Linked DNA regions of Triticum aestivum: region 2 is linked to region 1. The links are chromatin contacts, called in public Hi-C maps. All regions are on one chromosome and are shown on one strand. The core of a region is the stretch at or near the end of the contact, and the rest is flanking DNA. Distances in the headings are between cores, read along the strand shown. Region 1 holds the start of LOC123053990 (phosphoenolpyruvate carboxylase kinase 2). Region 2 holds the start of LOC123053991 (inositol phosphorylceramide glucuronosyltransferase 1).

Region 1 (5,976 bases), core at 1,383-3,882:
TTATTTTCAAAATTTCAACCGCTCAAAAATTCAAGATAGATCTAATTGTGCTTTTCTACTTATTTCTGCTTGCTCTGGCTTGGACCTTTTATGGCAGATCTTGGCGCACAGACTCCTTTTTTCTATATTTGTGGGAGCTCTATTTGCCTCTACCATTCTATGAGTTGCTTTCTTTTCTTCGGAGATTTATATTCTTTCTCCTTATTTTGGAATAGGTTTTGCGGGTGCTCGCATTATTTCTGGATTTAGTTCAGGATTTCCGGCGATGCGCGTTTAGTGGGAGTAGACGTTCCCGTCAACTACGAGACGCGTGTGGTGACTTCGTCAATCTCAAGATGATATATCGGCTCAGTCTTTCGGACGAAGGTGTTCATAGGGGTAGGGTTTGCATGCGTGTTCATCCGGATAAGTGTATGCGCGCATATATGAGCGTCTACATCTTTACTGTATTCTCAATTTTATTTTATTTTGCAATTTTGCAATTTGTTTCGTCACACGTTGGTCACAAGTCAAGACAGCTATCCCATCCCTAAAAAAGACAAAGATAGCTATCTCATCAGGCAAACTTTTTCTTCAAAAACAGCTCTTTTTTTTACGGATATTTCAAAAACAGCTCAAACGTACTTCCTTCGTAAATAAATATATCACTACTTCTTATATTTCTTTACGGAATGAGTACAGGAAAACCGAGACAAAACGGACGGATAAAGTAGCTCATCCCAAAGATAAGGTGGGGCTTTTTTTGTTGCGGGAAGATAATGTGGGGTTATCCAGTTGGCTTGTTCGTGGCCACGTTACTAACCTGCAACTTAACAGGATGTTAACAAAACTGTCGACATTGGTGTGGACGGGAAACAACAGATACGTCCCTGGAGTGTTTCGGTGTACTAGACCACAGCGCTGAAGGGGACCGAAACATGCCATAGGTGTCAACAACGTAGAGAAAGGAGGTAGTACTAGTAAAACGAACAGAGCTGTCAGTTATATTTTGCGTCCAAGCGAAGGGAAAAAAGAAGGCAAGACAGATGGATAAATGTCACCATAATAATCGTATCCCGTACATGCACAGCTCAGTGAAGTACCCATGTGGAAGTGGATCAGATGATGCACTAAACCTTCATATCACAACGGGGCAAAGAAGCACATATACGAACAAGGATCAACTTATTTAGTACTCGATTTTATACAAGCACGCAGGCAGGGTTAGATTGTACATGAGCAGCAGCGTATCCCAGCACACGCAGAAACCGAACAGGCAGGCGTTCTCTAACCAAGGCAGTAAAAAAAAGCCCAGAAAGAAAAAAGGAGAAGAAAAAAAGATAGCTCCTAGAGCCAAACCCTGGCTGGCTCCTCGGCACGCTGGATTTATACGTACAATGGTACCCCAAGCTCTCTACTACTGCTACTTCGCACACTCTCGTCGTATATACAAAGACGCTGGACACGTTGTCTCCACGGGAAGAGTCGACGTACGTGGGCCTGCTACGGGCTCCTCAGGTTGGCTGCACCGCCTCTCGGGCGCCCCCTCCGCTCACGATCCACGGGTGCCCTGCGATCATCAATCAATTTGATTCAGATCAAGATAAGTTGAGTAATTAAGAAACTGATACGAACGGGTTGAATAATCTAGAGAACGAATCGTGCACTTTTGGAGAAAACAATTCCTCAGATATTCCAAATGCATGCAGCACTTCCCAATCTAAAGAAAGAAAGAATCTGAGGTTGTGTACGGGCGGGCGGGCGGGCGCTTACGGAGGACTTGCTCCGCGGAGAACCTTCGGGAGACGTCGCGGCACATCATGCGCCGCATCAGGTCCTTGGCCAGCGGCGACACCCCGGCGAACAGCCTCGGCGGGAACCGGGGGCTCCCGCGCAGCACGGCGGCGAACACGTCCGACGCCGTCTCGCCGCTGAAGGGCAGCGCGCCGCCGGTGAGGAGCACGTACAGGACCACCCCGGCGCTCCACACGTCGGCCTTCTCCCCGTACTCGCCGCCCGCCACCACCTCGGGCGCCACGTAGTGCGGCGTGCCCACCAGCCCCCGCGCGCCCTCCCCGCCGCCGACCAGCGCCGCCGACCCGAAGTCGGCGAGCCGGGCGCGCACGGGGCCCTCACCCCCGCCGTCGGGGGCGTCGAGGAGCACATTGTCCGGCTTGACGTCGCGGTGCGCGACGCCGCGGCGGTGGCAGATCGCGAGGGCCTCGGCGAGCTGCGCGGCCACGGCGGCGGCCTCGGGCTCCGGGACGGGCGCGCCGTGGCGGAGGCGGACCCAGTCGAGCAGGTCGGGCCCGGCGCAGAGGTCCATGACCACGTGCGTCCACGCGTCGTCCTCGTACACCGCGTGCACCTGCACGACCCCGGGGTTGCCCGCGGCGGCCAGCTGCGCCAGCTTGGGCTCCAGCTCGGCCAGGCCGCGGTCGAGGTCGTCGGCGAGGAGCGAGCGGTCGACCGACTTGACGGCGTAGAGGTCGCCGGTGGAGCGGGACGCGCAGCGGCGGACGACGCCGAAGCGGCCGCGCCCGATCTCCTCCCCGATCTCGTAGTCCCGCTCGAGTTCCTCACTCATGGGCAGATCTGTGTTTTTTTTTACCCTCTCGCAGTGCTTTTCTGGGGGGATAGTTGGTTCGCGAACCGGGGGCCGCCTATTTAACGGGGCGCCCCAACTTCGGGCTGCCGCCGAATATGCGGATCCTGCTCGACCGGACCATATTCCAGTTTTACCCTCGCGTTGGTTACTACTCCTTCTACTATGCAGCTCCGTTTAAGGTTGTCTTGTTCAGATACAATGCCCGTAACGTAATCTTATCCAGTCCTATCACAATTGCAATTAGTAGGATACATTTGGATCACACGACTAATCAACCTGAGTCTTTGTCAAACACTTCATTATTTCCTCATACTACTAGTTTAATTAGCTTTATTTACCAACCAGGACCTCGTCGTCATTTACAATGTCCATGATCATAGCTCATGTTTTCGAGAAGATTCCATGTGGACCCAATGCATAATAACTAATTAATCCATATTTGATAATTACTAAGTGGCTGGTGCACAACGACTGCCTCCACGTGGTAGAGAGCCACTGCGTCCAGGAGACACGTAAGCAGTCAAACAAACACCGTATTCTAGCAAGCGCGTGACTTGGCGGCCACATTGGAGTGGCAAGCCGCCACGTCGACGTAGACCGCCGCGCTACGAACCAGAGCACGGTTCCATCGTCGACCGTGCGTTTCGCGCTCCGCCACCGTAGCGCCACAAAACAGTACCGGCTTTTGGCAAAAGCTTCGGCCGTCAGCGGTCCGGTGGGCCTCCCGCTCCGGACGGCCCAAGGTACGGGTTCGTCCACACGTACGTACGTACGTCTCCCCGGACCTCCCTCCGGCCACAAACCTCCGCCGCGTGCAGGGACGTGGCCGCTTGCCCCGCCGTGACGGGAACGGGGGATAAAGGGACCCGCATATCCGTTTCTGATAAGATCACCTAGTTATATAAGCCATGTGTCCTCCTGCGCCTCTCACGTATCTGTCGCCACGGAGAATATATTTTGGGGGGTCTGCACTTGACACTTAACACTTTTTCGCTGGGAATGCGATTCTGTTTTCTTTTTCAAATCGCATGTGGCGCTGTGGACTCGTTCATACGGAATAGTTTAGTTGGCACTAGCTCGTCGTGGAACATAAACAGATACGGAGATCGGCCTCGCATCTTCATGCCACTTCCTGGCACATTGTGTTTGTGCTGCAGTATTTTGTGTGAAAATGCCGATAAGATATTCCGACTATTTTTCAGTTCTATCCGAGCATATGCCGTTTAAGATCCGTTTAGGTGAACCACTTGCCATCAGTGTATTCAGAAGACTTAACGCGCTAATGTCAGGGCATTTGTCCATCTGAGTCCACATGCAAAGGCTAGAAGCATGGACGGAGCTACAAGGGTAGTGCCTTTTTTTTTTAGATTTACAAGGGTAGTACTTGGGTGTACAAGTGTACACCCATTATTTTTGCAAGAACGTTGACTGCTTATGTAAAATACACACATATGCAAAATAATAATAATTAGAAAACGGTTGTAAAGTTATGATTTTAACGAAATATGTACACCCAAGTGTGGATGTTAGCTCCACCACTGTCTAGAAGGTGGCTATATCACGGGGAAAGGACAAAACCGGTGATATCATCTAATTAAAAGCTGATTTTGGTATGAAAAATGTTTCGCAACTCAAACCATTTGTCCAATTCATAACTCAATTTCATTATCGGTTCTTATCGACATTTTCCGTACTAGATCACACGTGAATAAGTTTCGTTGAAAATTATTATTAAGGTATTTGATTCAACACAAAACCGGCAGGATTAAAAAAAATACGAGAATAAGAAAAGACATAACAACTATATGCCATATACTATATGATAATGTGTTTGTTAAAAAGAATATTTGATTGTACCATGCCAACCTATCCAAATTCCATGCATTAGAAAAAAAAGCTATTTCTAAAATGTTTGAGTCAATGGGAATTCAAGATTCTGAAAATATGAGAATAACAAAAACATAAAGAACTAGAAGTCATAGCATGTTAAATTTCTACAAGAATTGTGAACACATAAAAAATTGTAACAAAAGTCATTTTGTTGCACCACACAAAACGCATGAACTTTTTGACAGATTGGATGTTTGCCATAGTTGCACTACAAACAAATAAATTTTTCAATAAAGTTGGGCTCAATAGAAATTATTCCTTGGAACCGCATGCAAAATAGTGCGTTTAAAAAAGTCTTCGATCTTCAATCCTACTAATGAAACAACTCAAGAAAAATTTCAAAATAATAGAATCCTCCAAAGTTTCTGTACAGTTATTTTGAATCATATAGACCCATAATGCAGCGGAATACAATTTTTACAGGAAAAGTTATAGAACATAACCCATAAATCAGACATTTCACGTATAATAAATTTCAATCTTCTAAAATTCATACTTTTTTTTTCAAAATGCCCTATAGCTATTGTAGGCACACTCAAACATTACACCTTATTCGGACAATGACAATAAAATAGCTCATACAAATTTCATAGGGTGGCATGGCGCCACATTATTGTGGAGTTGGATGCACTACCAGAGATATGCTAAGTCAGGGGGCGCCGCCCCCCTACAAACACACACACAATTAAAATCCACCGCTGTGTTTTTCTGTCTAGCTTAGGCACATGTTGTTCCACAACGTACTTGCTGTTGAGGGTATCATGCCCATGAATCCATCCTTGTGATGGCTGCTCGTGTGCGGCTGACTCCCAATGTTCTGGCTAATAATCTTGGGACATTTATATTTATGCCCCTAATTTGCGCCCATTCTCAGATTTATCCCTAATTTCAAAGCCTACTCAAATTTGCCCCTCCGCCGTTAGGTGCACTTATAGAAATGCCCTTTTGTGCCGTTACCATCCGGTCACAGCCGGTCAAAGGGCTTTGACCGTCCTGAAAAAAAATAGCAAAAAAAATCTGAAAAAACTGAAAATTTGCGGGATTAAAGATACTCAGGTTCGCAAGGTGCGTGCAAATTTTCGTGCTGTTTGGACATTCCCGGAGCTCGTGTCAAAGGAAAAACAATAAATATGTAAGTCCGTGAACAGTAAATTAAAAAAAATAGCAAGAAAATTCAAAAAAATATGAAATTTTTTGGCATCAAAGAGGCTCGGGTCTGCAAGCTGCGTGCAACTTTTTGTTGTGTTTGGACATTGGAGGGGCTTGTGGAGAAAAAAACAAAATTTGGCTCGGGAAAAACTTGGGAAAAAAAGACTATTTTGTTTTTTCTTGATAGAGCTCCTCGCATGTCATTCGATCACAAAAACTTGCAAGCACCTTGTGCACCCAAGCCTCTTTGATGCCATAAAAAATTTCATCTTTTTTTTTGAATTTTCTTGCTATTTTATTTCAAATTTACTGTTCACAAGCGTGTAGATTAACTGTTTTTCCTCGCCAGG
Region 2 (5,976 bases), core at 1,508-4,007, 240 kb after region 1:
AACTCTAAGTTCCTTCTCATCAACCATCCACTATAACATAAATTAGATCATGAGTCCCAAACAAAGCATCATGCTCTATAAAACTCATGTAACTAACATCTAATGGGCACCCAAAAAAGGTTTGGTATTGTACTTTTATGAGCACGAGACAACAAATAAGTATAAAAGTAAACACACATATTGTCTTAGTTTGTGATATCAGTGACCTTCCATACATTCAAAAGACTAGAATAGTTGTGACTTGCATACCTTACTGGAATCTATTTCTTTGCAACGACAAGGTTTAAATAACATGGAATACAGTAATGGCTGGCATATATATTTTTTACAGAGAAACAAGATAAGGCGCATGCAGTATCAGTTTGCAAAAAAGGTTATAATTAGTCAGATAAATACTAATGTGTTAGTCATTATCAGTGCACATAAAGAATATTACCTTGTTGGCTAGCATGTAAAGACCAACATCAGCATTATACAAGGTAGAAAGGCGCTGTGTCTCCGGTTCAGGTGTTAAAGGTGAGTCTGGCTCATACACGCGGGAGTTAGCAAAATCAGCATAATACGAATTAAGAAAACCTTGATCCCCTGCATTGATTAATTCAGCACCCCGATTAAATACAGCACATAAAATCAACTACAATGCTAAATATAATCATCAACGGACCAAAATAACTTCCAACTGGGCATCATATATCTTCCCAAAACCATGGGCTAAGTTTCCTTAGACTATTTCCACGATGATCGTATTGCCCTCCTCTATCTTTAACATACCCAGCGAGAGAATAGGTTTTGATGTTGAGGGGGGTAGTAGTGTCCTCAACATTACGCATGATCGGGAATCATAAGAAGATGTGAGTACTCTACAAGCAGGTTCTGCAGCCACAAGCTGTTAACACCTGAGAGTACTGATGGTGTGTATGAACTGCGAGTGGGGAATTTCTGCAGAGGACGGGATAGCTTGAGGATTGCCCTAGTGATGCCATTGTAAACTAAAAAGAGGACCTGACGATGCATGAAAAAGACTAAACAAATCATCATAAATGCTGGTCAAAACAGGCCAAAGAGAGCAGCAGGGCTGAAAAATTCAGGTGTGATTGAAAGGGGCTGAAAAATTCAGGTCTATTTATGAAATAACTTTTGTTTACAACTTTACATGCACTAACATGCCAAATCTATGAAAAGTAACACACTGAAGCGAATAATTAATTACTTTACATTTTGAGAGTAAAGTCTCTAAAAGCACTTACCAAGTTACCCGTATGAAAAAAACATTTTTCTTATATAATTAGTCTCTTCCATTAGGTAAATGCGATCTGTCTCAAGTTTATTGCACAAGAATTATTTTATTATATGGACTAGCATGCACTGAAATTTAATAGATGTGAGCAAACTGTTCACAGCCAATCAGCTTGTGTTCTCCAAACAATTGCCTGAATATAATAGGAAAAGAAGTGCATTGACCTCCAGTGTAGGAAGGCAACCGATCTACTTGACTAATCATATCCTTGAAAACAGTTTCAGATGGCTCCACAACCATCACTCCGGAATTCATTCTTTCAGAATGCTTCAAGTTCCCACAGAACTTCCCGCACTTGAAAACATCCTCGATACTTCTTACAACTACAGTATCTGCATCAAGATAAACAACTGGGAGAACAGCAACCTTTTAGAATAGTAATACAAAAAATGATAGCGAAAGAGATGACAGAAAAAAATACTTAGAAGAAATAAAATATTATTGTCATTTCGAAATAGATGGCCGTAGCCCTGCTCATTCAGTTCAGAGTAGAGGTTGATAATATGATTATCATTTTCAAACAGACGGACTTGGTGACAGAAATAAAGAAGCAAAATCACTTAAATTATTATCAGAACGTACCCTTTTTGTAGCTTGTCATGTTGAATATCTTCAACTTTGTGTAGACACCCCAAAACCTCGTTGGTCTCACTTGGTTAGGATTAGCCAGTAAAGTTATACGCTTCACGATCCAACCATCAGCCTAGAATTTATCTAATGTTAGATTCAATACGGGTTAGTTTGAAACATACACCGAAACTGCTTTGCAGGTAAGAAGATTTAGAAATAATGTTCATTGTAGATTTGTAGTGTGGCATCTTCTGAAGTGGCTCGTTTTTTTTTTCAGGAATCTTCTGAACTAATACGGACTAGAATGACAAATTTTTCATCACCATTCTGCGCAAACCTATCATAACCCATCATGAATTTTGTACACTGAGATCACAGCGAGCACCCCTAATAAACTCCTAAAATAAGCAGCAACATCCTCCTTGCATCTCCATTTCAACCAGTTGGTTCATCAACCCCAAACAACTCTGCGCTAAAGCTACTACTTCACCGAAGCATACTAAATCTACCGCTAAATTCGTGGGCGTTGGGTAGTATTCCGCAAACCTCGAGGAGCTGCCGCGAGTACTCGGAGACGCCGTCGGAGACGAGCACGACCATGTCGCGCCGCGTGCCCGTGTCGCGGATGGACTTGCCGAGGACGCGCACGCCGAGGACGAACTCGTCGCCGTAGAGCAGCGTGACGTAGGCCTCCTCCGTCGCCGCGGCCGCGCCGGCGAGCAGCGCCGCCGCGACGAGGGCGGCCAGCAGGGGCAGCCTGGACGGCGGCGGTCCCATCGAGGCCCTGCCCGCGCGGGATCTCGCCACGGCGGCCTTCCAGTCGGAGCTGCTCGGGATCGGGAGGTTGTCCAGTGCTATGGTGATCTTCTCATGGCAATAGAGATGTGTTCGGTCAAATGAGTTCGCCCAGTTTGGACTTGTCACGGCGGCTCGGTCGACGGTCGTCGAGGAATGGGCCGGGCCGTAGCGGGCCGCATCAGGCTCGGCCTCCTAGCCTGCTCGGCCCGCTTTCGCCGCAGAAGCAGTTCACGGCCTCTTCTGAGGAAGAAAAACTCACACGGCGACACATGTGACAGAAGAGGAGTTGGAGTCCCCGCCCTCTGCGACCGGCTAACCCACATCCCTTCCCCTGCCGCCTCGCCGCCGGCCGCCGGCCGCCGGCCGCCGTCTCGGTCGAACCGACCGGCCCAAAGGAAGAAGACGAGGCGGGGCCTCTCCGCGTCGCGCCCCCATGGACATACTCGTAAGCGCAGCAACCTTACCTCGCAATCCTTTATCCCTGCTCCCCGCGCGCCGCAGTTCCTCCCGGTTAAATTCTCTCTTAGTTTTGTGCGCCAATCTTCCGCAGGAGAAAATTCGCGGAGGCGGCGACAAACCGGCCGCGATGGAGACGCCCCGGAGGCCGGAGTCGTGGGTGGAGATTTCAGAGTCCGTCTCGCGGCTCTGCAGCTTCGACGCCGGCGGGGGCGGCGGCGTATCTGTAAGCCTTGTACATTTTCCCTTGTGGTTACTAGTTTTCTATGAACTTTCAGGCTCGCATCGTTTTTTTATCCTTCGTGTGCCGACCAGGATTACGCATGAAACTAGGACGACAGTGAAAAATGGTGTTTTCAGTTAAAATCAGATTAGATTTCCCCTCTAGCACCTGAAATTGGAGTGCCAAATATCTGAATTCCCTATCTATTGTTGCAAGGGGCTCGTCACAAAATACATACTTGGCCAATATATTACTCCCTACATTCACAAATATAAGTTGTTTTGGATATTTCAATATGGACTGCATACGGACTGAAATGAGTGAACATACACACTAAAACGTGCCTGTTTACATCTGATTCAGAAAAAAGTTGCAACATCTTATATCTGTGAACGGAGGGAGTAACTTCTTACTACCTCCGTACCAAAATATAAGACGTTTTTGTTGGCTAAAGTAGCCACAAAATCGTCTTATATATTGATACGGAGGAAGTATTTTTCAAGAAAGAATCAATCAGTTTGGCGATAGAGACCAACATATCAATCATTAAATTGACTTAGTGTGAATAACAATGTGCCTGTTCGACTCTGTTGTCATTTCTGAAATTTAAAACTGTTATTATGAGCCTACTATAGTTTTAGTACTGCCCAGTTAAAAAATGAATCTTGGAGCTAACACAAATAAAGGTATAAACAATAACCACACTGCTAGATGCTTCAGTTTACACAATAGTACAGTAGCTAATTTGTAGCACTGCTTCATCTTTGCCCTGAGTGTTTTTTGGACAGAAAGTGTAGTACATAGTTTGGTGTGATTGTTTAACTGGTGGGATATGTTACATATCATATGGCCCTTTGTTCCAATGATACAATGGACTATCAACCTTGCAAATTGTTGTTTGAATTTGTTTACAGCAAGCAGCTTTTTCCCCTTCTAGGGAAATGTTTACTGCTTACCTAGATAACTAAAAATCTCAGTATGAGCAAGCATAATTGTGTAGTCAAAGTACTGGAATGTTACTTTCATGATAGTTATATAGTTCAGTGTAAATTCTCTGTTATCGTATTAGTTATAGCTCCTATTTTCCTGTAGGTAAAACTTATCCAGGATAACAGGATGGCACATGATAAGTTAGTTGATTCTTTCTTGAACAAGTTTTTTCCATCTGGTTATCCATACAGGTATGAGTTCCCGAATCGTTGACATTCTTGATACTCTGATGGACGACGTTATTTGATGAGTTTTGCTCTTGCTCATGCAGTGTGAATGAGGGTTACCTGACATATACCAAATTCCGAGCACTCCAGCATTTTTCTAGTGCTATGCTGCATGTGCTATCGACCCAGGTCAGTTCATCTGGTTGCTGTTATTCGTTAGCAATAAGAGTTGTCATTGGATAATGTGTGTCATTTCCATGAACTTTAGCCGCTTTCTAGATACTTAAATTATTTTTACCTACTTTTTTTGATGAGCAAACATGGTACCTTCTACTGACTGTGGGCTGCGGCTCAGTCTTTATTATTTGCTGCAGGTCTACGACCTACCCCTGCGCAAGCAACGGCTGTAAGTTGGGTAAGCATATGCTGACAGAGATGCTAAAGTTTCTAGCAGGTAGTACGGCCGAAACATCTTTGCTGATTTTCTGTAACCATTTCAGATTCTAAAAGATGGAATGCAGCACGCAGGAAAGCTCATCTGTAGCGGCATGGGGGCAAGAATGGATTCAGAGCCAAAGAGTTGGAGGATATTTGGTGGGTAATCATCATATTAACCGTGTTACCCATTTTCTGATATTTATGCTTGTTTGTGTTCTTCTACTGAAATTTTCTTTCTAAGCTACATCATCGATGCCTCTTTTTTTTGGTGCCAGCTGATGTTCTCTATGATTTTGGTACTGCCTTGGACTTCATTTCACCACTGTGTCCACAACTTTTTCTTGAAGTGGCAGGCTTGGGAAATTTTGCAAAGGTGCGGATTTAACTTGCATGTGCTGCACTTCAAATGGCACGTATATTGCAATACAATCTTCTGTTCACATTGCGCGTTTAATTTTTCGAGGGCTTACTCAAAGATAAAACGACTGTCATCTGCGCCTGATGGTTATATGAAATGACTGTAGATTATAGGACGTTGTCAAAATGAACATATTTGTCCAGATTCTCTGCCTGAAAACTGAGCTGACATCACAGTGATATCTTATTGCTTGTCATTGTAGGGAATGGCTGTGGTTGCTGCCAGAGCGACAAGGCTACCAATATATTCATCTTTTGCGAAAGAAGGTAACCTTAGTGACTTGTTTGCTAAAGGGGAAGCCATCTCGACACTTTTCAATGTTATGGGGATAGGAGCTGGCATTGGATTATCATCTACAGTATGTTCAACGACTCAAGGAAAGGTACATATTTGCATTAATACACTTGTTAAGTTACTCTGTTTCATTTTATCAGGGAAGTAACAAAGATAAAAAAATGTGATTACATGAATTAGATTAGAATGGCCATTACTTTGAGAATGAGGACGACCATCAGAATCCGGAACTTTCTGTTTGGTACAAGCTTCTAATTGCTATTATCAAATTTCTTTCAGCTAATCATAGGCCCGTTGCTTTCTGCTGTGCATATATGGGGAGTGG

The links. Hi-C and Micro-C count contacts between places; a contact is called where the count stands out from the background.
Region 2: a contact with region 1 is called in a Hi-C map of leaf, with 6 times the contacts expected there. The contact joins the promoter of LOC123053991 here to the promoter of LOC123053990 in region 1. A contact is called at or near these places in 1 of 5 Hi-C or Micro-C datasets (leaf) and 1 of 1 datasets of contacts at active chromatin or transcription factors (leaf).

What each region holds. Positions count from the first base shown.
Region 1 is chr2D:484,634,614-484,640,589 of IWGSC CS RefSeq v2.1, forward strand. It overlaps LOC123053990 (phosphoenolpyruvate carboxylase kinase 2), which reads right to left and starts at 2,633. Exons shown (of 2, transcript XM_044477622.1): 1 at 1,753-2,633; 2 at 1,146-1,549. The coding sequence starts at 2,566. The coding sequence ends at 1,494.
Region 2 is chr2D:484,875,901-484,881,876 of IWGSC CS RefSeq v2.1, forward strand. It overlaps LOC123053991 (inositol phosphorylceramide glucuronosyltransferase 1), which reads right to left and starts at 2,758. Exons shown (of 10, transcript XM_044477623.1): 1 at 2,414-2,758; 2 at 1,880-2,000; 3 at 1,462-1,647; 4 at 437-585; 5 at 1-30. The coding sequence starts at 2,644. LOC123053992 (protein root UVB sensitive 2, chloroplastic) reads left to right here and starts at 2,935. Exons shown (of 10, transcript XM_044477624.1): 1 at 2,935-3,110; 2 at 3,216-3,347; 3 at 4,437-4,525; 4 at 4,606-4,690; 5 at 4,857-4,916; 6 at 5,002-5,095; 7 at 5,215-5,312; 8 at 5,560-5,739; 9 at 5,931-5,976. The coding sequence starts at 3,099.